Regions from separate parts of the Drosophila melanogaster genome. Here region 1 is linked to region 2. Evidence: chromatin contacts called from public Hi-C data. All regions are on one chromosome and are shown on one strand. The core of a region is the stretch at or near the end of the contact, and the rest is flanking DNA. Distances in the headings are between cores, read along the strand shown. Region 1 overlaps larp (La related protein). Region 2 overlaps CG6051.

Evidence for each region. Hi-C and Micro-C count contacts between places; a contact is called where the count stands out from the background.
Region 1: a Hi-C map of the Kc167 cell line shows a contact between it and region 2, with 6 times the contacts expected there. The contact joins two enhancer-like sites.

What each region holds. Positions count from the first base shown.
Region 1 is chr3R:28,318,490-28,323,758 of dm6, forward strand. It overlaps larp (La related protein), which reads right to left. Exons shown (of 7, transcript NM_170365.4): 5 at 5,160-5,269; 6 at 2,884-4,997; 7 at 1-2,790. The coding sequence ends at 2,093. Among named protein-coding and RNA genes, the nearest start is that of larp, 15 kb to the right of the region's middle. Within about 2 kb of position 2,387, at least 8 of the 39 cell types and tissues checked have an H3K27ac peak or open chromatin away from gene starts, as enhancers often do. A contact at or near this core is called in the Kc167 cell line, where this site is marked.
Region 2 is chr3R:27,127,402-27,132,323 of dm6, forward strand. It overlaps CG6051, which reads right to left. Exons shown (of 5, transcript NM_001300627.1): 2 at 1,238-1,378; 3 at 436-1,176; 4 at 1-365. Among named protein-coding and RNA genes, the nearest start is that of CG6059, 5.2 kb to the left of the region's middle. Within about 2 kb of position 1,625, at least 33 of the 39 cell types and tissues checked have an H3K27ac peak or open chromatin away from gene starts, as enhancers often do. A contact at or near this core is called in the Kc167 cell line, where this site is marked.

The sequences.
Region 1 (5,269 bases), core at 1,137-3,636, 1.2 Mb after region 2:
CAAAATTACTTTTAATAGAGTTTCCATTATGTTCATTTCGTAGGTCTGTGTGTATCGTATCATATTCGTAGAGTTAAGTTTAAATTATTCATATAAAAGTTGCAAACTTAAAGTGCACATAAAAGTCAGTGATCCAAGTGTGGTTGGTTGTGTGTTATCATAAACTAAAGTCAACACTTCATGTGAAAAACAAAATAGTTGTGGCAGAACTACATATGTATAATTACACAACAGCCGATTGAATTGTCTCGTCGGACATCTCTCTCATTTTGTAATATCTATAATATTGATAGATCGGATCGTTAAGCTCATACAGATAGAGAAGCGTCTGGCCAATGCGGATGTGATTGTTTTTATGTGTGGATAAAATTGTATCAATTGATAAGGCGACATTTTAAAAAGAAGCTGGGAAATATATTTACAGATATCTAATGATAACAAAATAATATTTAATGAAACGTTCTTTGCACTCTTCGAATTTGTGTGGTTTGTAGTGTGTGTTGTGTGTATGCTTGCTTAGGCTAGATGAGCGAGCAAAATCGAGGAGCTAAAGGACCTTGAGAGAGTTTTGCAAACTTCTGCAACTTCACCGTTTGCCTCTTATTTAGTTATGGTATTTTCAAAAGCAGTCACGCTCTAAAGTCTCTCTATATGTGTTTGGATATATGCAGATATATATAGTTGTTATCCGTATTAAGCTTAGATTTGATTTCTCACGTATGTTTAAGTTTAGGTCTATTCACTATGCGAAACAAACTTCATTATTTCTGAATGGTTTTTTTTTCGTTTGCATGATTTGCCTTTTCGTTTTTTTAAAGTTTTAAACTTTTTTTTGGACTTGACAATTTTTGTGTGATTTTAAATTTTTTTTTTGTTTTTTTCTAAGTTTTTCTGTAGTCGTAGCTTTCTCGAATTAAAAGTTAACAAGTGCAAAACTAAAGGTAAAAAATAAATGGTTTTGACATGCTTCTAAATGCTTGGCGGGGTACTGAGGTTTTCGGGTTTAACCAATTCGATAGATTGGATTGATATAGACTGGGGAGAGTGCAGTGTGATAATGGTGGACCCGAGTCCAAGTCGGATTCCTATTCCTACTCCGCTGGCGATTGCGATTGCGCTGGACTGGCTTGTGGTAAATGCTTAAATAACTAAAATTCGCTGGCACTTGAGTCCCGCTTGCCTCAATTGGGTTTAAGGATTACAAGATCTCGCTGCCTCTTAAACAAATACATTTTACATTTGCGCTAAGGTCACACACACAAAAAATAATCATAATTATAGTTAGTAATCATATTCTTATGTACGCGTTTTCATGGCTTCAGTGTACCTTTGCATATAAAGTTATATATGTTTATATATATATATATATATATATATATGTTCTTTCGTAATTTACAAAATTTATTTGCATTAAGATCATTTGGTTTTTGTTGTTGCTTGCGTATCAATTTCGATTGATTGGTTTTCAGTTTTCGTTAGGTAATATTTGCATAGGTTATATCGTTATCGTTATTGTTATGGTTATTAGCTTTAACTTTAATCGTATAGTACAACAGTTCATGGCATTACGTCAACTATTAACGCTGCTCTAAGTAGGAAAATCTTTGCCTTGATTTTTGCATCGCATAAAAAATAAGGAGAATAATTAACAGAACAAAAAAAAAAAATAAGGGCAATCGTTTCGTTATTTTCCAAGATCATGGCTGGTTGGCACTGGTACAAAGCAGACAGACCCCGCTGTGTGTAATTGGTATGTGTGTGTGTGTGTTTTGTGTGAGCATTGAGCATTTTGTAAGCAACCATTGTTTTAGTTTTTTGTCGAGGGTATGCGAGAAACAAACATTTGGAATCGTAACTACTAAACCAACGAGCGCTAGGCAAATTGCAATAAACAAATTTCAAAAATTTCACTTAATTATGCTAAACGCTAACAACTCTTCCCACTTTACGTTTGACTCGAATACTACAAAAGAATAATAAGAATGAATAAACAAAAGAGTGTGGAGCCATCAAATGCGAGTGCCCCCTGAAAACTAAGCGGTAGATATTAACTTAAGCCTAATCCAAAAAGTGTCTCTGCATTATCGTGTAACTACTTCTTCGACGACGATGACCCCGAAGATACCGTTACCGCTGGCGTCGCTGCTGTTGATGTTGCTGCTGATGCGGCTGTTGTTGCTGTAGCTGCCGCTGATGTGGTGGCACGTGTTGAGCCTGTCTGTGATCCTGCTCCTGGCTTCGGCTTCTGTTGCTGCTGTCGCTTGTGTGGCGCCAGGCCAGAATTGCTGCCGCCGCGTCGCAACTCGTGCTGCGATCCCTGATTGCGATTGGCCACCTGCGGCTTGTTGCCCAGGGAGCCGCTGCGAATGCGCACTGTGGTGCTGCCGAAGGAGCCTGTGCGCCTGCGGTTTTGCTGCTGATTGTAGCCGCCGTATCCCTGCTGATACTGGTGATGCTGCTGCTGCTGCTGTTGTTGGTGCTGTTGCTGCAGCAACCTGCCCACGTAGTCGCTGCGGTTGGTGATGGTCGTGTTGAGGCGACGACCGCCGGCCGCAATTACAGCTGTGCCATCGCTCTCCGACACACTGCGGTGGCGATTGAGCTGGCGGCCTGGATTCAGGCTGCCCACTCCTTGCAGCATCTCGTTGATCTCCGGCTCCACCACGCGGAAGTCCTCAATGTTCTTGAAGCTCTTCAGGTACTCGGCCAGCTTGGGCTGCACCTCCAACTTCTCACCATTCTTGTAGTATTTCAGGAAGGCCCAGAACTTCTCGAGGCCGTACAGTTGACCTGAAGAAAATGTTTAATATTAGTAATGAATGTTTAATAATGAATGTTGTAAGAAGTTATAATAATTTTTATATTTGCACAACAAATTCTTACCTGTTTCATAATCGGCAATCGTCTCGTCCTGGAAATCCTGATAGATATTCGGTCTGAACTTCTTCTCCAAGCCGTACGAGAAGAACCGGAAGAGGCATTCAAGACCGTAGCGGAAACCATTGCCGGCATCCTCCAGCGCCAACGATCGGAACTCGTTGTACATGCTCTTGTTGAAGTTCTCGCGCAGGAAGAACGACCAGAAGCGGTACAGGGTGTTCATCTCCTGCGACTGACCGTAGCCCAAGCGCCGGCGCTCCTTGAGGCAGCGCGAATGGTACTTGTGGTAGGCCTGTTGGGTGAAGTTGTTCTCCTTGAGAAGAGCATGTGATGGATGCTGGAATACGGGCAGCGACTGTGGCACCGACGATCCGAACGATCCGTACGACGAGGCGGTAGGCGATGTGCCCGCCGAGGAACCCATCGAGGTGGTGCGAGGACGATGCTCCACAGTGTCAAGCAGCCAACCGACGTGGGCCTCCACTGGAGGATTGGCGGTGTGACGGAGTTTCCTCTTTCTTGGCGTTCGGGGATCAATCGAGTGCGAGTTGGGAGCAGCATAGAAGCGGGCACGTCGGGACTTGAGAGTGTTGTTCAGCGTGGAGTTGAGAGTGGTGTCACCCACCAGGGTTTCATCCAGATCTTCCTCAAATGGTGGCGGTGGTGGCACCACCTGCGGCGGCAACACCGATTTGTTTCGACCACCAGCCAGTTTTTCGAAGTCTGCCTGGGAAATCACATTGACAGTCTTGTAATCGGCAACCACATTGGTGGTGGTCCACAGATCCTCTTCGTAGTTAACCAGTCCATCGTTGATGATGTTCTCCAGATCCTGGGTGATTTTCGTACGCGACGTAAAGTCGGCGGTGCGGTCGTAGCCCTCGTGCTTAGGTGCGCGGCCCACTTGGGCCACAATCAGTAGCTTGTTAATGTCACGATCGGCAAACTCGTAGTCGGATTCGTCGTCGTCGGAGAAGTTTTCGGTGAAGTTGTTGATGCGTCCGGTTCCAGGGGGTAGGGGGTCCATTAGCTCCTCGTCAAACTGGAAGTCTAGTTCTTCCTTTTCGGCATGGCACTGAGCGGATGGCGGAGCAGCTGTTTTGGATGAGGATTTGGAGTGGGTTTTGGAGTAAGCAGCATTGCCAGATTTAATGTTGTTGTTCGTGGTGGTAGTGGCGGTGGAGGTGGTTGTGGTTTTGGTGGTTGCTTTGGTGGCTGAGGAAGCATTGTTCGTGGTTACACACACAGTGGCTGATGATGAGGCGTTGGATGGGGCGTTGTTGGACGAGGACTTGGACTTGGACGAGGTGTTGTTCGTTTTGACATTATCGTTATTGTTGTTGAGCGTTTGTGAAAGCGGTGGCTGTTGTTGTTGTGGTGGTGTAGTAGCGTTTTCTTTGATAGCATTTGTTTTGGAGCGTCTCTTTACCTCTTTCCATATGCCCTCCGGCTCCGCCACCAAAGCAGCTGCTGACCCAGCTCCATTGCCCGCTGAAGCAGCATTTCTCTTGTCTGGCGTCGATGTCGACTTGGGCTTCACACTCTCAGCCAGTCCACTCAAATGTCCAGCCAGCTCAGCGGCACCACCCTCCACTTGCTGGGTCAGCGCACTGATCGCATTCACAGAGTTTAGAGCCGCAATGGTCGAGGATCTCGACTGTTGCTTATCCTGCAACATTTTGGGCACCAGATTCTGGGGGTTTCGCGGCATTGGCGGCGGCGGAATGCTGTTCAGCGGCTTTGTGGCCATCGCCGATGTGAGAATGGGCGGCGGGGAATCCGCCTCAGTCTGCTCCTCCAGCTTTTCCTGACCATCATTCTGCTCCAACTGCTCCTGCTCCAGTGTGCCAATAGCCTTCGGTTCCCCTTCGTTGACCTCCGGCACTTCCGTGATGGGCCAGGTGGTCGGTGTCGTCTTGGTGCGCACCTTATAGCCCTCAAAGAGCTCCAGTTTATCCGATTCCTTAATGGCGTTTACGATCACAGCCACATCGGTGGTCAGTGCGAGAACGCGATGGAACGAGGCGATCAGAGTAACTGGGATATAGCCCTCGGGGTCCATTTTGCGGCGCAAAAAGAAGTCGCCGGTAAGATTATCGACGCTGAAATAGTATTCACTATGGGGGGCAAATGGAAATAGTTTGGAAGTCAACAAAGAGATTCTTAGTAACATTGGATGTAATGCCTTTAGCTGCAGAGTTTATATTTTTAAGTATACATACAGAATATATATTTATCCAGCAAAAGGCATTAGGCGAAATGTATCGATATGTACTTACACTTGCTTCTTGATGGCCTCCTTGATGCTGTTAGCGTCCAATTCGATGTAGGCGGCGGGCACGTTGCCAAAGTAGTGGGTGCCCATGAGCACATACGAGGACTGCGAGTC
Region 2 (4,922 bases), core at 375-2,874:
GCCGCCGATGATGTCGAGGCTATCGAGTGCGAGGGTGTCGGCGAGGGGGCTGGCGAGGCGGTGGGCGTGCTGGTGGCCGATAGCGACAACATGGACGGAGAACGCAGCGTAGCTGCCTCCACTGTTGGATTAGTGCTACTGTTGCTGTTGCTATTATGGTTGTTGTTTCGCTGATCCACCAGCCGCTCCACAGTCCTGTGCGTATTTGTTGTCCCCGCGGTGGTGGTGGTGGTGCTAGTGGTGTTGGTGCTACTGCTGCTATGGTTGTTGTTACTGCTGTTGTTATTGTTTTGGCTACTGCTCGTCGTAGGATGGGAACTGTGCTCCGGACTGGGCGCTTCAATGCTGCTCGAGCCAAGTGGCACCTGGAATACATAAAGAGGATTCATTACACTTCAGATTGTACCTTTTGATTTTAAGCCAAGGGTTACTCACCTTAGTGTTGATGTCCTCGTTGGTGCATAGAAGCTTCTCCAGCTGATACAATTCCTGGTTGTTGAGATTGCGCAGGAGATCGCGGATCTTGATGAGGATTGTGCGGAAGGGACGGAACATCTCCGACAGCTGATCACCCGGCATGTCCATGTTGAGCGGCCCCTTGGCATAGACCACCAAGCCAGCAACAATGGCCAGCCGTGGAATGGAGAACATCAGGCCGGGATCAAAGGCATCAACCATCTCCTGGTCGAGCAGGCCAATCTTCAGAGCTCGCTGCAGCGTCTCCGAGAAGAGCACTCCTATCCACTGCTGCATCTCGTACTCATGGCGAGACTTCACCTGCACCATGGCGCTCACATAGCTCAACTCGAACTCGGCGAACAGCCGGTCGAAGATCTTCAGACTCTCGTATAGCTGCTCTGTGGTGGAATCGTTCAAGTCCAGATGCAGTGTCTTGCTGTTCGGCACATTGTTCTTCAAACACTGATCCCTCAATAGGACGCGCACATTGCCCAAACTCTTGGTCACCGCTTGGGCCAGTGGACGCATCTCCTTGCTCTCCGTCTCTCGGTTCATAATCGAGGAGCCCGCCGCCAGGCACTCAGCGCCGAACCACAGTTGCCCGGCCAAGTTCTCTTGAAGCACCTCCTCGGGGAACTTGGCGCGAAAGGCACGAGGATCACGATCTTCGCCGAGTAGTTCCTCCATTATCAAGTTCGTGATGGCCAGCACTTTGTCCTGCGAACAGAAATGCAATTATTTTTGGTCCAGTTACTATTCCAGTCTTCCAGAAACTCACCTGATTCTGCCGCAGTCTGCTGACCAGTCTGGTGCATCGATCCGGCTCCGCGCGTCCATCGAAGCTGTCCAACTCGCTGGCCACCGCTGTGAGGGAACGATCCGCATGGAAGAAGCGGGCCAGCAGCGATTTGTCATCAGCCTGTTAAAATAAAATGGAGATGCAATTTGGATGAGTAATTGGTCGTAGATAAGCAGTGCCCCGCTTTCCCGCTTTTTGCCCCAACTGAAATCAATGCCAGCTTATCGCTCTCCAAGTGCAACAAATTATAATGGGCAATCGCTGAACTTGAGGGATCGTGTGACAATTGCAATGGGCAATGATTGGAGGAGTGGGGTTGGGTTGGAGGTGGTACACGACACACGATGGCCGAATGGCGATAAGGATGACTCAATAAGCCACTAAACAACACGTAGACGCTATCATCCAGCTATACATACGACCGGCTTAATTAGCACCGCTAATTTTCGTTGATTTCACAACAGATCCACAAATCACGTATGCTAATATTGGGCTCTAACAATGCGGCTCAAAATAATAAATCACACTTTGCATTGCGAAAATGTTCTTTTAATATTTGCATGAAAAATCACTCATACGCAGAGTTGGCTTACTAAAGGAATTTAACTTATTTTAGTAATTTTATTGGTAGTTAGGAGCGGATGTAAAAACCAAGTTGTGATACTTTTAGTTTGATGGCCGCTGTAAGATCAGAGCCATCGATTTTGCAACCGGTGCTGTAAGCCGATGCCACGAATAACAATTATGTGCTTCATGTGAGGGGCAGAGCAACAGGGGCACAGCCTGCCCACTGGGATGATGCAATCTTGGATGAGCGCTTCTTTCTTCCCATCCAACATGCAACAAGTGGGCTTAGCCGCGCCGTGTCTGAAATCTCAATGATCCATTAAATCACGTGGCTCTACTTAAGCGGGGCTGCCAACCCCAAAACAAATCGCACGAGATGTACCCAGCTGGAGAGTACGGGGTATGCAAAGGTGCCGTAGGGAGGGGAGCAGAGCGAGAGAGACTGACGATAGAGCAAGTTATCGGCGGTTGGTTGAACTTGTTTTCACCGGCCTTTGTGTGAGTTGCTCGACTGCTACACTCGTCCAGTGTTTTCGCATATGTGCTCCGCTTAAATATTGAAAGCAGCAAGAGCAGCTGGCCGTGGTGGAAAGGAAACGAATGCACGAAACGAAATGTGTTTATTATAAAGGTAAACACGTTGACTCTCCGCCCCAAAAGCCCAAAACTGCGCAGTTCGGCAGGTTTGTTTTTTTCTGTTTTTTTTTTTTTTTATCGCTGCCTGGCTGCGAGTTTGCCAGTTAAAGGTAGTCGCTTGTCAATGAGCTAGAGGTTCGAGGTGTTGGCGGGCGGGCATTCACAAGACTTTAACTCACATTCGAAATAACGAATACGAATGCGAATAAATACGAATACGAATATGTGTACTGGTTACAGCTGGCGAGTTGTTCAAGGGAAATTTGTGCCACAACAAAGACTAATTACCATAGCAGTTGGATTTGCACACCGAGAAAAACTCGAAAAGCATTCGTAATTCACCTAAAATTCGTGAACGCCTTTTGAAACAAATCACTCACGCATTTGTTTAGTGCTAAATCAGTTGAAAAGCTATTTCCTTTCTTAAGTTTTCATTTTAAGTAAATCGTTTATTTTTAATTGTGTAGTTACGACACGAAGTATGAAAAAGTAACAATGATTCCATATGAGCCACTGCAAGTGAGTGGTTATGAATGAATCACCCCACGCGATTCGATGAATCGTTGCAGAATATTGTATTCGTTTTTTACATTTCGTCATAGGCCCAAGGGTAAAGTTTGGTTTTCCTTTTTTATTTTTTGTTTTTTGCCATTTGTTTACACAACAATCAAATGGGCAAAGCTCGAAAAATGTTTGAGGTTCGATTTGGCGTGTGTTTGGTTGCGAGAATGGCCAAGTCGTGGCAGAAAAAAAGAATAAGCAATCTAATTGAGAATTATAAATTATATAAATTGAGCAAGGCCATGCGTAAATGGTTCAATGACTGCCCAAGAAGCCCCCTCATCGCCACAGCACCCCACCAACCTCCGGAATTCCCCCGCTTCCATTTCCATATTCTGTTGGCCGTCATGACGACGCTGGCCAAAACGTTGTCGACGCCAGCCACTTTTTGTAAGTGCCAGTCGTTGTAGCCATTAATTAGCGTCGCAATTTGGACACAAACTGGTTGGAAGCAGGGAAGCAAGGAAGGGAGTTCGGTGTATGAGAATGTGTCATATAGAGAGTATAAGGAAGGTACATAATATATTTGATAAGTAAATACTACTGATAGTAGCCGGGGAACTACACATAATTCCGTAATTTTAATGCTGAAGAATTTAAAGCAACTTAAAGCTCTCGATAAGTATGAAGACTCATTATACTTTTACTCACTGGAGCCTTGAAGTTAATAATGAATTATTATCAAAAGCCATTTACATGCCTCATAAATACATGAAAGCATTTAGCCAAATCCCAAATGTAATTAAAGAGTTAAAAACCCCGGCAACACAAAACAGCGGCTGACAAAAAGGCAAATGTTAAATGGTAATTAAAACTTTCAAGCTCGTTTCGAGCCAAGCGGAACGACCAGAAGTTGGAGGAGGAGGTACGACTCCAAGGATTTCCCATTGGGCCATCGTGACTTATTCATTGCGAATCTTGAATTTGGCAAATTTTTTGGCCAGCAAAAAGTCGTGATAAAATATTTGTTTGCACATTAAATTCGGGCAGAAAGTGGGCAAACATTTGAGGAATTGATTCGCAGGCGATAAGGCAAAAGTTCTTTGACACTGTTTACCTCTAATACAGACCACACCTTTTGGTTTCATATCCGAATTTGTTAATATCTAAACACAAATGTGCGTGTTTATCCAGCGAGTTATTTGTATATCGCCCGTCTGGAAGCTGCCTTTGTCGAGCATTTCAATTGTTGTTTCAACTAGTTTGTGTGTTCAATCAGCTAATTAAAGGTGAGTAACCGCTACCCCCTTTCCACGATCCCATCCCTTACATCAACCAACCCAGCAGCAAGTTGCTGTTTACGGACGATAACAGAAAAACATTCAGAAGATATGGAGCCGTATCGCAAATGGAGGTGAAACCAAATTTGCTGCTCGACTTGATGTGGGTGTGAAGCACTTTCAGTTCCAGTTGAAGAGTAAAACAAATGACGCCCAAGCGAACTCGAAATGCAAATCATTAAAAGGAAGTAGTCAAGTCGACGACTGAGAATTACGGTCAAAGCCTTCAGTTATGAGTAATGAGATATTATAGATATAACTTTCTAATTGCAAGCCTTAAGACATTGTGGCAAAAACGGTTTTATAAACAAAAACAGCAACCCCAAATTATATACTTAACAAAAAAGCGTAGATTTTATGACTAGCGAACTCTGAAGTGCTGAAAAATCTCACTGAGCAATAAACTGATTTTAAAATGCAAGCTAAGTAATTATTCGTAACTAATACTTGTGTTACGCACAGTCAAAGAAATAAATTATCCGGAAAATGATGCAGGCAAGCGTGCCATTTCAGCCATCTGACCATAAGGACATCTGCCTGACGTCACAGATGTCCGTGTAGTGGTGACCATGACACGCGCAACAGGCTGCTTGCCACCCCTTAGCCCACCATCAGTATCT